Linked DNA regions of Rattus norvegicus: region 2 is linked to region 1. Evidence: chromatin contacts called from public Hi-C data. All regions are on one chromosome and are shown on one strand. Each heading gives the region's core, a stretch centred on a gene start, on an enhancer-like site or on the middle of the called end of the contact. The rest is flanking DNA. Distances are from core to core; before and after follow the strand shown. Region 1 holds the start of Farp2 (FERM, ARH/RhoGEF and pleckstrin domain protein 2). Region 2 overlaps Thap4 (THAP domain containing 4).

Region 1 (3,287 bases), core at 437-2,936:
ATTTATTGGCAGGGCATCTGAGCAGCTTTGAAAAACTGTTTCTTAGTCACGGCAACTCGCATCTGAGGTAAGTACATTCTAAACCCACTCTGTGGATGAGGAACCTAAGGTGGGGGGCAGATGAGAGTTATACCTGAGCTCCTCTCTGTCAATGGCTGGTTTTACACACATCCCAGGGAGGCATCCACAACCCCACCAGTCAACGTCTTTCTCTGCTTTATTTAAAATGGGGTTGTGCCTAGGAAGCCATGACGCACACCCGTGCTCGAACTGTACTCGCAGCATTCAGACGCCTGACAGAGGAGGATGGGGAGTTAGAGGCCAGCTGGGGCTATGGAAAATATCTCAACAAAAAACAGTGGGGGATAGGGGTACGGGGAGGCTGTGCAACTTGGCCTTCTCCTTTGAAGACTTTTTTTTTCTTTTTTTTTTGGAGCTGGGGACCGAACCCAGGGCCTTGAGCTGAGCTAAACCCCCAACCCCTCCTTTGAAGACTTTAGAACTGACAACTCGATAGCCACAAAGTGCTTTGCAAATGCCTTCCCGTGTCCCAAAACTCACTAAACTTTTATTTGGTCTACAAGTAAAGATTACTTCATACCTCCCCGTTTCAAAAGGATTTCAAAGAGAATCTGTGCTGCTGATTATAATACTGTCTCCACAAGACTGACTCTAATTCAGCGTTACCCACTAATTACCAAACATTTTCACAGTGGCCCAGTCAAAAACACCTCATGGAAACAGAACAAAGCTAGGGAGAAAGGCCACCCCTTTAAAGATTCTGCCTGGAATCTTAAGTCTCTCCATTCTTTCTCAGCACGGTGTAGCGACATTATTTCCTTCAAGAATGCCTTTTCGTATCTATTTTTCACCACCATTACTGGGGCACGAAACAGCTTAACAAATCACTGCCACGTGTGTAAATGGCAAAGGCGCTTACAACCTGGGATGAGGAAAACGCAATGGGCCAGTACTGCTTCTAGATCCTAGTATCGTAACAACATTAACACCTGAGTTCTCAGTTTTGAAGGAAAGGCTGAGAAGAAAAAAAGAATGACCTTCTGGGCTTTCATTTGTGGCTCCTGATGCTGCTTCTCAAGGCTTCTGCTTCGTTGAGCACTGGCCTGGGAGTGGGGGTGGTCTTCAGCAGGGCATTCTTGTGGCCCTTAGCCCTCTACAGGACACTCAATGTCCACGAGTGACGCTCAGACTCTGATCACCCCCCCTTCCTCGACAGCTGGTCTCCACGTGTGATGTTCCTGCCCTCAGGACTCTGCTGACAGCCTGGCTCCACGGAACCCTGCAGCTCTCAGCCCTCCCAGACTGCCCATTTACTCAAGCAACACTCCAGTCAGTCCTCAGCGGACATCCAGTCTGGACCCGAGACTCTCCCTCCCTTCGCCCTCCACAGTCAGGCCATTCACAGACGTGTGTTGTCAAACGCGGATTCTGTGAGGAGCTGGCGCGCCTCACGAAGGCCTCAGAGCCGGGCGTGGACTTTCTCTGGTGGACGGCCAGCCTCAGGCCTGGTCCGGCTCGGGTTCCGCTGAGGTCCGGTTAACGAAGGAAACCCAAGCCCGACCCACCGCCCCCGAGCCACTTGTCCCCCTCCCCCGCTCACGGCCACCACGTCCTCACCGTGCCACACCGGCCTGCGACGCCGCCAGCCAGGCCTCCTCCACGTCCTGTGCCCGCGCCGCCCGATCCCGACAGCTAGCTGCTTCCCCGCCCCCGCCGCGCGTCCGCCGCAGCCCCGCCCCCCCCGCGGACGCACCGCCGATTGGCCTGCGGGTGGGTCCTCCCGACCAGCGCCTGCGAGCGCAGCACCTAGCGCTGATTGGTCATCACATGGGGCAGGGCGGGGCGAGTGAGCGCCAGAAAGTCAGAAGCAAAGCTCTGCAGCTCCTCCGCGGGTGCAACAGGGCTCTACACGCTGGGCGGGTCCTCGGCCCCTCGGCCGTCGGAAGGGCTTTAGGACCTGAGAACGCTGTGGTGGGTGGGACTTAGGAGAGCCGCGAATTCTCCGTCTTAGTCTTCACTTTGGCACGGCGGGGAGGGTTCCGTCTTGGATGCAGCTTCGGAACAAGGGAGGACTACCCCAGACTTGGGACTCTGGAACGCGAGTGGGCCCTACGTAGGCATTGGGCGGGACTTTAGCATACGGGCTGTTCTCAGCCTACATTCCGGCTTTGGCAAGAAGGGCGGCCTGGGTTCTGGGTGGGGCCTTGGACTTCAAGCTCGCGGGACTATGCTGGCATTCATATCCTTGGTCAGGCATCCCCTAACTGCCAGCTCCTTTCCTATCTCCCATCCGTCGTGCCCAACCTGAGAATAGAGGAAACACCTGATGTTCCTCAAGGGTCGCTTTTGAGGCAGGCTATTCTAAGAGTCCTCGAAGCCATCTCTGTTCCCTTTTGGATTTGAAGCTTTCTAGAAATCAAAATGGTGAGACTGCATCTTGGTCCTTCCACTTCGGTGACTTGCAGCATCCTCACTTTCTTCTTTCATTGGTTACTTGAATGGCCCTGTAGGGAGCCAGCCCTCTGAACCAACCGCTGTCTAGGCTCAATAAATCCATACAGCCCCCAAGTCATTTCATACAGAGCACTAGCCTTTGGTGTGAAGTCCCTATGACAAACAGGGAGGGCCTTTGCATCCCCAAGGCAACCTAGAAGTACAGGCTGACTAGGTCAGCAATGTTAGTAGGCTTCCCAACTTTCTCCTCCGCCTTAGCTATCCCTTTCTTGTAACCAGCCACTGCCACTGCCACCACCACCGAGTGTGATGTCAATCATTAAGAAAAGGAGCTGGACTGGACAAGGCAAGAATGAGGTTAGATATAAGCAACCTAATGACTTAGATAGCAGGAGCCTCAGTGCCTAGGATCAGTGCGCTGCTGAGAAAGCAAAAGGATGAAGGCTCCAATGGTACTGGGTGGTCAATTCACGAGTCAGGCTGACAAACAGGTGTGAAGCTAAAACCAAGAGGTTGCTCACCCACTCAGACTAGGATAATCCCATCCAGATTAGGATAGTTTCAGGTTATGTGGTTTGTTATTGCGGGTCTTTAGAAAACGTGTGTATGCACGCGCGCGCGCGCGCGCGCGCGCACACACACACACACACACACACACACACACACACACACACACACACACGTACACACACGTACACCTACGCACGCGCAGTTCTTCCTCCTTGAGTCTTGGGATCAAACTCAAGTTTGGTCAGCTTATGTGGCAAGTACTCCTAGCCACTGGGCCATCCCATCGGATATTTTTAAGTCGC
Region 2 (3,237 bases), core at 252-2,751, 200 kb before region 1:
AGAGTAAGGCACCAGCATTGTCCCACACCAGAGGACTTAGGTGTTGTTGGAGTTCATGACATTGAGTGAGGCAGCAGACTGTCCTGTCTTGCTCAAAATGACTGAGTTCTCTACAGTTTGAGATCACAAACCCCACTGGAGTGTTTTCCAGCTACTCCCTTCCCCTTAGGCTTTAACTAAGGTATGGAGGTGAACTTGGCACCCTAAGAGTAGAGGAGTAGAGGAGCTCGGTCTGCCTGTTATCCAGTAAAGAGGTCCAGAATTAGACCCGTTACACTCTCACATAGACTAGCAAATATATATGTAAATAAAAACAATACGTTAAAAATTCGTGTTAGATTTATATATTTTATTGTATGTTAAAATGTTTTGCCTGTATACATATATGTACACCAAGGGTGTGCTTAGTGCCGAAAGAAGTCAGAAGATGACATCAGGTCTCCTGGAACCGGAGTTATGGATGGTCATGTGGTGCTAGGAGTTAAGCCTTAGTCCTCCCCAGAGCAAGAAGTGTTCTTAATAGCTAGACCATTTCTCCAACCCAATAAAAAAATATTGACGACTCAGTGGGTAAAAGCACTTGCTGCCAAGTCTGATGAACTTGAGTTCAATGCCTGGAACCCACATGGTAGGAGACAGCTGATGCCTGGAAGTTGTCTTCTCTGCCTGTGGGGCCCTGTAAAGGTCTTCCCTCTTCTGAATCTTCTTCCTAACTCTTTCAACTCAGAGCTGTGTGATATTAAAGCTGAAGTCGTTCCCAGCGCTGACCTAGTTGCCTTGCAGGACACATGAGTTGTTGGTCTCTGGAATGGGCTGTGTCTGTTGGTGGATGGGGAGTCTTCCTGCACTGACCTCCTCCATCTCCAGCCCCGCTCTTCTGTGAGCCGCTTTCCAGACTCCAGGGTCAAGGTGTACAAAGGCACCAGAAGTATCCTGCTCACCTGTGGGAATCAGCCTGGTGACCCTTCTGAGGCCCTGCAGTCTCTGGCAGAGTCAGAGTGAGAGCTGAGGTGACCTGGGAGGTCATGTGACTCAGTTACAGACCGCACCTTCATGCAGCACTCAGCTGGTCCTCACAGAGCTGCCTCATAGGGCAGCCTGCCTCGCTGTCCTCCAGCCCTGCTTCCAGCTCCTCAGCGTGCCAGCCAGTGTGCCACCTTCCCACAGTAAAGCAGACAGCCTCTGCTGCGGTATGAAGCAGGCACAGTTGAATAGAAGGGAGAGATAATTTTCTTAGAAGCTGTCAGCCTCCAGCTCCAGCATGGCCTCCCTCTCCAGCCCTGTTGCTTTTCACATCTGCTTCTTAGCCTGCCTGTTCTCCCTTCCTTGTGCACCGTTCCTCCTGGGCTACATTCTGGTCCCAGGACTTCGGGGGCTGAAGGACTTCAGGCTTCCCTGGCATCTTCATCACTCCCCGGACTCTGGACGTTGCAGAGGTCCAAGAGGATCTCACCACAGGGCATTTGAGGGGTGTGTGGCTGCTGTGGCAAAAGCACATTCCAAAGTATGGCCAACACTGGAGGAAGTGAGTCATTTACTGTTCCGTCCTTTCGTTTTCAGAGCCTCCCAAGCTGAATCCAGTGGTGGAGCCGTTGTCCTGGATGCTGGGTACCTGGCTGTCAGAGCCGCCGGGAGTTGGTACCTTCCCAACACTGCAACCCTTCCAGTACCTGGAGGAGGTGCACATCTCCCATGTGGGTCAGCCTATGCTCAACTTCTCGTAAGTCCCATCGTGCTCACGCTCCCGGACTGCCTAGGCATTTAGATAACTCCAGACTGATCCAAGACATGCCAGGCAGCACCTTTAGATTCGCTTCCGAAAAGCTCTGTCTTCTTTCCCAGAGCCTGGCAGCTGAGGCATGGGGCTGGTAAAAATGGTCTGTTACACTGTTGCATTCTTTAAGATGTCAGGCAGACGGCCCGTTGACAAGGTAGTTAATCTAAGCAGAAAAGCAATTGATGTGTGTTTAATTCAACCAGTACTGTCAGTCTGATGTGTGGACATCTGTTACTCGGGGCCGCTGAAGTAAGAGGGTGGGGCCCTCATTTATTTTTGCCCTGTGCTAGGTGAGGTGTTTAGCAAGTATTTTAAGGGCGGCTGAAATGTGATTTTAAAAGTAATGTATGTACTTAGCAATTTTAAATAGGGTGGAGACATTGTCAGTGATGGAGTGGTTTCGTAGCATGTCTAAGCCCTGGATTTATTCCCCAGAAACTCACGTGTTTTTAAAAGTACATAAAATACAAAAGCAAAAATCTGTTTCTGCTTTAGTCTCCACTACAGAGTTCTTAAGAATCTTAACTAGGAGCTGGCAGGATGGGTCAGTGGCCTCTAAGCTGGATGCTCTGGGTTCAAGCCCTAGGACCCACAATGGTGGAAGGAGAGAAATGACTCTCAAGTTATTCACTGACCCCCTACACACAAGTATACACAATCAAATAAATACAATAAATATCTATTCTTAAATCTTACTAAATAACTTACGGTACTGCATTTTGAGTTTCTCTTTCGTGAAATACTTGCAGAAGCATTTCACATTCAGAGATTTTTAGAAATTATTTAATTATGTGTCTCTGTGTGTCTCTGTATGTGCCCAAGGAGGGCAGACGGTGTCAGCTCCCTGAAGCTGGAGTTCCAGACTGTCATGAGCTGCCTGGTGTAGGTGCCAGGACTCCAACTGCAAGAACAGTGTGTGACCCTCTGAGCGGGTGACATTAGCTCAGGCCTGACTAGAACAGTGTGTGACCCTCTGAGCGGGTGACATTAGCTCAGGCCTGACTAGAACAGTGTGTGACCCTATGAGCAGGTGACATTAGCTCAGGCTGACTAGAACAGTGTGTGACCCTATGAGCGGGTGACATTAGCTCAGGCTGACTAGAACAGTGTGTGACCCTATGAGCGGGTGACATTAGCTCAGGCCTGACTAGAACAGTGTGCGACTCTATGAGCGGGTGACATTAGCTCAGGCCTGACTAGAACAGTGTGTGACCCTATGAGCGGGTGACATTAGCTCAGGCCTGACTAGAACAGTGTGCGATCCTATGAGCAGATGACATTAGCTCAGGCTGACTAGGGAAGCAGTTCACAACCCCAAACCCAAGTCCTCTGGGGTCCAGAACTGTTCAGTGCCGACAAATGATACCATTGCAGCTTTTAGGTTGTATAGGTGTGGGGCTTAGTTTTGTTTTAAAACAAAAGACAGTACAGCCGTGGTTGTACTAGAACTTGGCTGTGTA

Evidence for each region. Hi-C and Micro-C count contacts between places; a contact is called where the count stands out from the background.
Region 2: a contact with region 1 is called in a Hi-C map of Schwann cells, with 7 times the contacts expected there. The contact joins the enhancer-like site here to the promoter of Farp2 in region 1. A contact is called at or near these places in 5 of 12 Hi-C or Micro-C datasets (Schwann cells, frontal cortex, kidney and 2 more).

The regions. Positions count from the first base shown.
Region 1 is chr9:101,499,526-101,502,812 of GRCr8, reverse strand. Farp2 (FERM, ARH/RhoGEF and pleckstrin domain protein 2) reads right to left here and starts at 1,686. Exons shown (of 27, transcript NM_001108233.2): 1 at 1,639-1,686.
Region 2 is chr9:101,703,710-101,706,946 of GRCr8, reverse strand. It overlaps Thap4 (THAP domain containing 4), which reads left to right. Exons shown (of 6, transcript NM_001005564.1): 3 at 1,561-1,720. Among named protein-coding and RNA genes, the nearest start is that of Thap4, 24 kb to the left of the region's middle. Within about 2 kb of position 1,501, at least 11 of the 93 cell types and tissues checked have an H3K27ac peak or open chromatin away from gene starts, as enhancers often do. A contact at or near this core is called in Schwann cells, where this site is marked.